Regions from separate parts of the Mus musculus genome. Here regions 2 and 3 are each linked to region 1. A link is a contact called in public promoter capture Hi-C data. All regions are on one chromosome and are shown on one strand. Each heading gives the region's core, a stretch centred on a gene start, on an enhancer-like site or on the middle of the called end of the contact. The rest is flanking DNA. Distances are from core to core; before and after follow the strand shown. Region 1 holds the start of Cdnf (cerebral dopamine neurotrophic factor). Region 2 overlaps Frmd4a (FERM domain containing 4A). Region 3 holds the start of Mcm10 (minichromosome maintenance 10 replication initiation factor).

Evidence for each region. Promoter capture Hi-C pulls out the DNA fragments that hold promoters and counts their contacts. Capture Hi-C pulls out chosen DNA fragments and counts their contacts.
Region 2: a contact with region 1 is called in a promoter capture Hi-C map of embryonic stem cells, with 4 times the contacts expected there. The contact joins the enhancer-like site here to the promoter of Cdnf in region 1. A contact is called at or near these places in 3 of 39 promoter capture datasets (cranial neural crest, embryonic stem cells and hippocampal neurons), 1 of 484 Hi-C or Micro-C datasets (bone marrow-derived macrophages), 7 of 115 datasets of contacts at active chromatin or transcription factors (bone marrow-derived macrophages, embryonic stem cells, extraembryonic endoderm stem cells and 2 more) and 4 of 9 other capture datasets (adipose tissue, embryonic stem cells, liver and 1 more).
Region 3: a contact with region 1 is called in a promoter capture Hi-C map of adipose tissue, with 3 times the contacts expected there. The contact joins the promoter of Mcm10 here to the promoter of Cdnf in region 1. A contact is called at or near these places in 1 of 39 promoter capture datasets (liver), 1 of 115 datasets of contacts at active chromatin or transcription factors (embryonic stem cells) and 3 of 9 other capture datasets (adipose tissue, embryonic stem cells and liver).

Annotation. Positions count from the first base shown.
Region 1 is chr2:3,511,746-3,514,643 of GRCm38.p6, forward strand. It overlaps Cdnf (cerebral dopamine neurotrophic factor), which reads left to right and starts at 1,320. Exons shown (of 4, transcript NM_177647.4): 1 at 1,320-1,496. The coding sequence starts at 1,382. It overlaps Hspa14 (heat shock protein 14), which reads right to left and starts at 1,069. Exons shown (of 14, transcript NM_015765.2): 1 at 889-1,069. The coding sequence starts at 945.
Region 2 is chr2:4,585,833-4,588,636 of GRCm38.p6, forward strand. It overlaps Frmd4a (FERM domain containing 4A), which reads left to right. Exons shown (of 23, transcript NM_172475.3): 15 at 529-662. Gm13179 (a long non-coding RNA gene) reads right to left here. Exons shown (of 3, transcript XR_003953990.1): 2 at 988-1,119; 3 at 617-701. Among named protein-coding and RNA genes, the nearest start is that of Gm13179, 7.3 kb to the right of the region's middle. RefSeq lists an enhancer at 1,753-2,804. Within about 2 kb of position 1,494, at least 29 of the 459 cell types and tissues checked have an H3K27ac peak or open chromatin away from gene starts, as enhancers often do.
Region 3 is chr2:5,011,460-5,014,159 of GRCm38.p6, forward strand. It overlaps Mcm10 (minichromosome maintenance 10 replication initiation factor), which reads right to left and starts at 1,332. Exons shown (of 20, transcript NM_027290.3): 1 at 1,246-1,332.

The DNA of each region.
Region 1 (2,898 bases), core at 70-2,569:
CTGCCACTATTTGTTTCTTATAGTTTAATAAAAGGCTTCTTCTAGCCCATGCATTTTCCCGTTTAGATCTGTGCAGTAAGCTGGATCAAATGTATACAACATTCTATACCTAGCAAGCATGATTACACGACTCTCCCACAAATACAGCTTTTCCACCTGCTTCCCTACAAACGAAGTAGCTACTCCCCTGGGACTTTCCTGATAAATCGAATGAGACTTAAAACCGAAGATAGCATCGGTTAAATTCCTTAACATTGTTCCTTCTCCATCGATATTGAGGAGGAAAAAGCTATAGTTCCTTGTTAAGTTCTCAGTTCTAGAATCAAGTGTGTACAGCAAGAGTCAGTTCTTAACTAGGAACCCTTCTCTCGAGGGCAGTTACACAGTGCTCTGGTTGCTCAGAAATTCAAATACCTCCCACCTCCGGGAACCCCGAACCAGTGACGTCACCGTGACCTCTTAGGGACTCTGCGGTCAGTTGTCACTAGGACTTCTCTAGCATCCAGGGGGTCCTGACATCCAGGTTTGTTCTAGGCGTCTTTACAAGAACGATGTCCCCCGCCCCGAGGACTCCAGGCATCCTGGAGCCCTGACGTCTTTTGAACTCTTCTGGGCATCCTATGGCCCGGTCTCCTAAGTGCACCCTGCATGCTTGAGGCCTTTTCGTCCCTAAAACTCCTCAAACAGCCAAGACGTCCAGGATACCCTGGAGTATCCAAGATCCGGCTCTCTGTATCCACCCTCCACACAGCGTGCTTGGCCTTGGAGGGAGAGCCGAGAACCCGCAACATTGCCACTTGCTTGCACGCACGGTTCCCGGGCCGATGACCCGGAGCCCAGAAAACAGGGTGGCCGCCACGGAACCCGGAGACAGCTTCCCAGGCTCACCTTGTAGACAGCCACACAGGCTGATGTGCAGCCCAGGTGCACGCCGATCGCCGCCATAAGGCGGCGGAGACCACGGCAGCTCAACGAAGGACCCTTCAGCAGCTTCAGCTAGCTTCCTCGGAACAAGCCCATCAGGCACTGCGGAGACTTCACGTTCCCGCCCGCCTACTGCGTCCGGTCTGCTGCGCCGGCCTCCCAAGTCGCAGCCAATCAACATAAGGATGCCGCCTTTCATCAGAACGGTTAGCCAATAGTTTTAGCGCATCACTCCGCGCTCCTTGGGAGCCCGGCGTAAACGCCGGTCTGCTCAAGCTCAAGCCGGAAAGGCCCGGAAGAGGGTCATTAGCTCCTCCCTCTCCTGAGCGCCGTTCATCAGAGCCAATGGGAACGCCTGGTGAGATTGCGTCACTTGTTTCCTGCCTCTTTCCGGCTTCACGAGGCAGCCCCCACTACAGTAAGGAAGGTGTGGGTAGTTCCGGGTCCCAGGCTCAGCATGCGGTGCATCAGTCCAACTGCTCTGGTGACCTTTTGCGCCGGGTTTTGTATCTCGAACCCTGTGCTGGCGCAGGGCCTGGAGGCCGGTGTGGGGCCGAGGGCTGACTGTGAAGGTGAGCGGTGTGTGACCTGCTTGCATGGCGGCGACACCGCGCTCAGCCTAGCAATTGCCTAAGCAGCTTCTCCCGGCCCAAGCTGTAAATAACATTTCACCCTTCTGCTTTTGCTGTCATTATTAAGGTGGCGCAGAAAAAGGAGTGAAATAGGATTCGTATTAGATTTTGTGCAAATGGTCTCCGCTGCCAACTTGATTTTGTTGCTCCTAACCGAGGAGACTTGCTTCTCTGCTCAGAAGACATGTTTTGAGGTTCAAACTAATTGCCATTCCTAGGAGGTAAATAAAACATGGCAATACGTTAGGGTTGCTGAAATCAAAGACAAGGGTACGGCTGACTAGGACTTTATAGACAAGCTGCTTTACAAAGGAGCACATTAATTCCTAGAGAACGATAAAATAGACGCCTGTTTTCTTCTGTGGACTTGGCGATCATACCTTCAATTCCACCATCCCACCTGGTTTTGAGGGTGTTATAGTACCTAGGTTTTGTAAAAACAAAACAAAACAAAAAAACAGTGTATTTTGTAGAGGACTGTTAACAAGAGCCAAGATGAACAGTTTTGATAGTCCCTTTGGGACCACTGTAGCACTTCTTGTTTTATTGAAGTGATGTAAACATATATCTTCTCATCTTGAGAGCAGATGTACTGAACAGAAAATGGAGACAAGATTCATGTGGAATGGGCAGTTGAGTCTTATTGTAAGTAAATAGTATTAATAGTAGTTGGAGTCCAGCTTTCTATCAGCAATTATCAAACCTTCCTCTAGAAATTTAAAATAAGTTTAGATGTTATTTAAAATTTCTGTAGCTAAAGATACTGGTTTAACAGTTATAATTTCAGTTAAAGATCTCATCTTGGGCAAGCAGGATTTTATTATAGAACTTCAAACTATTTTGAAATCATTATAGATTGATGTATGAAACTACTTTAATAAACAAAAAAGGGCTGGAGAGATGGCTCAGTGGTTAAGAGCACTGACTGCTTTTCCAGAGGTCCTGAGTGCAATTCCCAGCAACTACATGGTGGCTCACAATCTGTAATGGGGTCTGATGCCCTCTTCTGGTGTGGCTGAGGACAGTGACAGTGTACTCACATATATAAAATAAATAAACCTTAAACAAAACAAAACAACAAAGAAAACCCTGAACCTTAAATAACAACAATGTAACACACACATTTGACATCACACCAATGCACACAAATGGGGACCCTTAAGTTACTAGCTCCATCATCTGTGCTGAGGTTATCAGAGACTAATCCAAGGACATCCAAGGGTTGAACTTGGGTTTCTCTGTGACTCCCGACAGTATTAGAATTTTTTCTTTCCTGAAGTCCCTGCCTTGATGACTTTGACATTGCCGCTGCTCTGTCTTTGCCTCCATCACGGCAAACATT
Region 2 (2,804 bases), core at 244-2,743, 1.1 Mb after region 1:
AGCACTCAGATAAAATAGAACAAAATTCTAGTTGGTATGTGTGTTCATGTGTATTATTATATTACCTGTGATATGTAATTATTATTATACCTGTCTATATTTTCATATATTTTTCAAAGAACAGATATTATATATGCAATAAGCAAAAACCAGCATATTTCAGTAGACAAGAGAAAATTTAAGTCATGATTGAAATTACTAATATTAACTTAAACTTTATTCTCCCCCTCCCTTTGTAAAGCATATAAAAATTGGCTGGTGTGACATGTCTTAAGACAATCAGAAATGACAGTGTTCTTGTTCAGGAGAGTCCACTCCCCTGACCGTCCTTCATGAAGCTATACCATTTCCACATGGTATTTGAAAATTCACTCCTCACGCTTGGAACACTGCACACCTGTCTCATTTCACGCTCCTTGATTCCCGGGGTAAATCCCATATCCGAGTTGCGAGCTCTGGTGGATTTCATTAGTGGTCCAGATGTGTGTCCCTTGTCAGCCGCCTAGTAACCCCGCTGTTTATCAACAGGTTCTCAGGAATCAGATAGCTCGCAGTCGGCCAAGAAAGACATGTTGGCTGCCTTGAAATCCAGGCAGGAAGCTCTGGAGGAGACGCTGCGCCAGAGGCTGGAGGAACTGAAGAGATTGTGTCTCCGGGAAGCTGTAAGCAATTAAGTCTGTGTTGTTTGTCATACATCTTCACTATGAACAGAAGACAGGGTGGAGACAATAGGACTGACTTTCAGGAAAACATGTACTGTCCCTCCCCAGTGCTGGAAACGCCCACCCTCTGTGATATCCTTTGTTAGAAACTAGGTATTGAGGAAACACCATACCAGTTAAAACCCTCTCTACTGAATCTTACATGACACATACACCCTGAAGCTAAATGACGAGTCCCTCTAACAGTCCCCAAACCATGCATGCATGGCACACCACACAGGACATGTCCTCACAGGACACTACCTCATTCTATATAATGTCCTACCACATCTTGCTTTCCAGAAGTTTCTGCCTGCTCATTGCTGGGAAAGCTTTTGCTTCTTCTGAGTTTGTCGTTGGTTTGTCATTGGGTACAATGTAGCATCACTGCAGGCCAACAAAGACACCAGGGTGGCACCTGAAATACACAGTAATCCATTAAACCTGCAGGTCCACTGTTTCTTTAGATCTTTCTTTTCGAAATGGAATCTTTGCCTAGTTTGTGGTGGCTGCTGCTGCTGCTGCTGCTGTTGGTTTGTCAGTTTGTTGTTGTTGTTGTTGTTGTTGTTGTTGTTGTTGTTGTTGGTTTTGTTTCTGCACCTTTGGGGATTGAACCTATGGCCTCACGTATGCCAGGCTAGCGTTCTTCCACCGAGCTATATACCCAGCATAGTAATTCTTGTAAGCTTGATGTAAAACAATGTTGCATTGGGCTGGAAAGATGGCTCACTTTGCCAGTGTGAGGACTAGAAGTGAATCCCAAGACTCTAGATAAAAGCCTAGCAGAGTAGAACACGCCTACCATCTCTTTGAGGAGATGGGAGGGAGGGAGCAGCTAGTCTAGCATACTCAGAGACAAGCAACAAAAGGGACCTTGTCTCAAACAAGGCAGAAGATGAAAGCCGATACCCAAGGGTTGTCCTGTGCCCTCCACGTACCACCACAAGTATACTCCACCCCCACCCCCCCACACACACACACCACTCCCACAGACAACGTCTTCTTCAGCCTGTTTCAGTGCTAGTCCCAATAGCAATATATATGGTGAGACTCCCTCAATCCACTTTGACATTTATTAAAATGTCCATTCTTCCCTTGTAGACTTCATTTCTTAGTGTAACACATACAGTCATGTGCATGTGTGTGTTGTGTGTGCAAACACACATGTGCGTGTGCTTCACATGACCACCATGTTGCTCTCCTGGGAGTGGTTGTACTCCACAGACCCTGACCCAAAGCTCCGTGGGTAAACAGTTCCGGATGGGAAGTGTGGAGAGTGCCCCTAACTAAATCCAGGAGGAGCACCCCCTCCCCCACACAATAATGCTTTGCAGCAGGAAGAGCGAACCAGTGGGCCTGAGAGTGAGATCACATTACATTTCAACTTGGCTTAATTATGTCTGGATTGATTTAAACCGGAGCTTGCTCAAGGCAGAACCACGTTAGCACAAATCCATTGCAAATCAGGAAAGCCAGGGGCCTGTCTGGGGGGAGGGGGGTGTGCTATGTGATACTGTAAATATTAGCGGCTTTTTTTTATAAAGACTATGCTTGAACAAGAGGGGGGGAAAAGTGGGTCCTTGGTGTCTGCCTCTCATAAATTTGTAAAGCCTTGTTTTGTGTTTAATAAAAGAAGTCACTAAACCAAGCAAAGACCATACATTACAGCACGTAAGGAACATGTCAAGGCGAGGCTGGCACGTACCATAAAAGTTTCACAAAGGCAATGTAAAGAAAACAAAAGCTCCCACTTCCTCTGACTTTGAGAACAGAAAATATAACTTAGGTAGAAACAACCCAAAAGCCAGCCCCTTGTCCACGTGTGTTAACGTCCACCAGAGTCTCCTGACACATGTGCGATAAAGGGATCCAGCAGCCTCCGTGCTAATTCCCGGCTCACAGATCCTCCAGACTCAAGGAGCAAGCAACACTGTTTGACCCCTTGGGAGGAGAGCAGCCACTCGAGGCAGAGTGGGAACCATGGGTGTTCCACAGCGAGAGGGCCCACTGCCATGCATTCAATTACGTCTCCACCATGGGGCTCTGGTGAAATCAGATTTGTAGATGGAGAATCAAGACCTTGACTTGACCTGGGTACTTTCA
Region 3 (2,700 bases), core at 82-2,581, 1.5 Mb after region 1:
AGGTTGTCAGAACCCTGGCCATTCTGCCAAACAGTGAACGAACTCTGAGAGAGGCCCCAGAGGGGAAAGGCAGAGAGAGGGCCTTTAACCTCAAGTATAGCTTGCTCCCTGGATGGTTCTTGGACCTGATTTCCAGCCTCCTTCAACAAACATTTGCATTCAATTTATAAGACATGTTTGTTCCTGTTGTATGTGGGAGCATGGCTATAGAACCCACTCTGGTAAAAGGATTGGGTTTTGGTGCACCCCGAATCTGGATATGGCCTTCTGCCTTGCTTTAGTGTTTCCTCAGATATAAACCCTACCGTGTAGGCCAGGCAATTGTGCTTAACTTGTTCTGTTCTGGCTTACGGTATACTTATTTACATTCTGCTGCTTTCAATTATCCTTAGAACCACATCCACAATGCCCGCCTGAGAAGCAATGGGTGGGTACCTTCTTCCTTGTTTCTATTTCCTCAATTCCCTGTGTTTGCATCTTCCTGCTAGATTAGCTTGCTTTCAGCTTCTTGAACTGTTTTCAGCTTAGGCATTTTGTCTAGAAAGCTCTTTTAGAGTACTTTCTCATCTCCAACTAGCTAATTTCTGAGCCTTTCTAGTCGGCCATACCCCGAAGGTTCCCTCTAGAGCCCCTCTGCCCTAGTTAACTGCACATTTGTCCACCACTGTGTGCTTGTTATAAGGATCCTCTTCAGAGTGCACCACCACTGTCCGGCAGAAATAAACTTTTAAAAAACAAAAATAAAAGGGCGCTCTTAAAAAAAGAAAACAACCGGGTTGGGGAGGTGGCTCAGCGGTTAAGAGCATTGACTGCTCTTCCAAAGGTTCTGAGTTCAAAGCCCAGCAACCACATGGTGGCTCACAACCATCTGTAAGGAGATCTGACGCGCTCTTCTGGTGTGTATAAAGACAGCTTACATATAATCAACCAATATTTAAAAAGAAAGAAAAAAGAGAAGAGAAGAGAAGAGAAGAGAAGAGAAGAGAAGAGAAGAGAAGAGAAGAGAAGAGAAAAGAAAAGAGAAGAGAAAAGAGAAGACAACCCAAAACGGGCTCCTTAAGCACTCGAGCCCTCCATCTTCCAGCCCCGGCGCCTTGCCCGTTCCAGCCTCGGCCAAAGGTCGCCTGCTCCGCTGGATCCAGATCTCGGCGCCTTTGCCCCTCAGAGCCCGCGCCTCTCCCTCAGACCCCAATCCCTGCGTGGATGCCCAGAGTTCCGGACACACGCAAACCCCGTGACGCTTACCTAAGACCCGGGCCTCTTCCCGGTCCACAGCGGATCCCGCCAAAAAACTAAATTGGGCTCCGCCCAACTCTGACGTCGACGCGTTCATTTGTGGAGGACGCTCTGATTGGCTCCACCGGAACTCTTGGACCACACAGATCCTTGGCTGGGGGAAGCACCGCCTCTCAGTAGAGCAACCTGATTGGCCATCTTTGTTATGGGCAAAGAACTTCCGGTTGGTGAGGCTGCAGATTCCCATAATTAAGATTCACATAGCAGAGCTCCAGCCCATCTCTGTAAGTTAACACTCAACTGGTTTCCCTGCTGGAAGTAAACTTATTGAAGTCCCAACCAGTTTTGCTGCTCCTATGTCCAGTTTAGATATTAGGATTTGAATAGAGAGAGAGATGAAAGTTTCTACTTTTCACTCTGTCTGACCTACAGGAACTACCATTTCTTCAGATTTTGTTTCTACACCTGTAAACGAGGGAAAGGCTAGATATTTTTGGACGCAGAAAACAATATCCCTAGAATAGTGCAGATTCAGGGAACTAGATTATGTCAGAGTTGAGAATAATTTATCAGATCATTCTTCAGTAAAATTCAAACTTTTCTTTACAAGTATTTATACATAGGTCTAAAACCATTTTCCAAATGCAGAATATTTACCCTCCATAATTCCAAAGACTTCCATGCACAGTTTTGTTGATGTTTAAGACAGGGTCTCTCCAAGAAGCTCTGGCCTTGACCTTTCTGTGTAGATCAGGTGAGCCTTGAACTCAAGACTCTGCTTCCCACCTACTGGGTTTAGAGTGCCTGCCTGGATTACTTTAAAACAGTATGTAGCAGGATCCAGAGTGTCCTGGGATTCCTCCTCCCTCCCCCTCTTCCTTTTCCTTTGTGCTGATGATTGGATAACGGGGTTCATGGATTCTAAGCATGCCCTGTGCCACTGCCATGGAGCTGGATTCACACCCCTGGCCTAGGATTCTTGAAACCTGCCTCAGCTTCAAGAGTGCTGGGATTACAGTGACCACACGCACCTCCAAGTGACACTCTTTAGAGTCTGAATTCATCCACTAGTTGATTTGAGATAAGACAGCATTGGTGTCTCTATCTCTCCACTCTGTTTACCCAGTGTGTGACTAGAAAGCAAAGAATCTTGATGCCTGGACACGGAGTTTTCTTCTTCTCCATCTCATCGTTATCAAAGCCTGTGCTCCTGGCTCAGGATTAGGAATAATTCTAGTATGAAAATTTCACAGTGATAAAGAGACTTCAATAATTAGATAGGCCAGTCCTTTTTTTTTCTTTTTTTTTTTTTTTCAAGACAGGGTTTCTCCGTGTAGACCTGGCTGTCTTGGAACTCACTCATAGACCAGGTTGGCCTCGAACTCAGAAATCCGCCTGCCTCTGCCTCCTGAGTGCTGGGATTAAAGGCGTGCACCACCACTGCCCGGCTGATAGGCCAGTTCT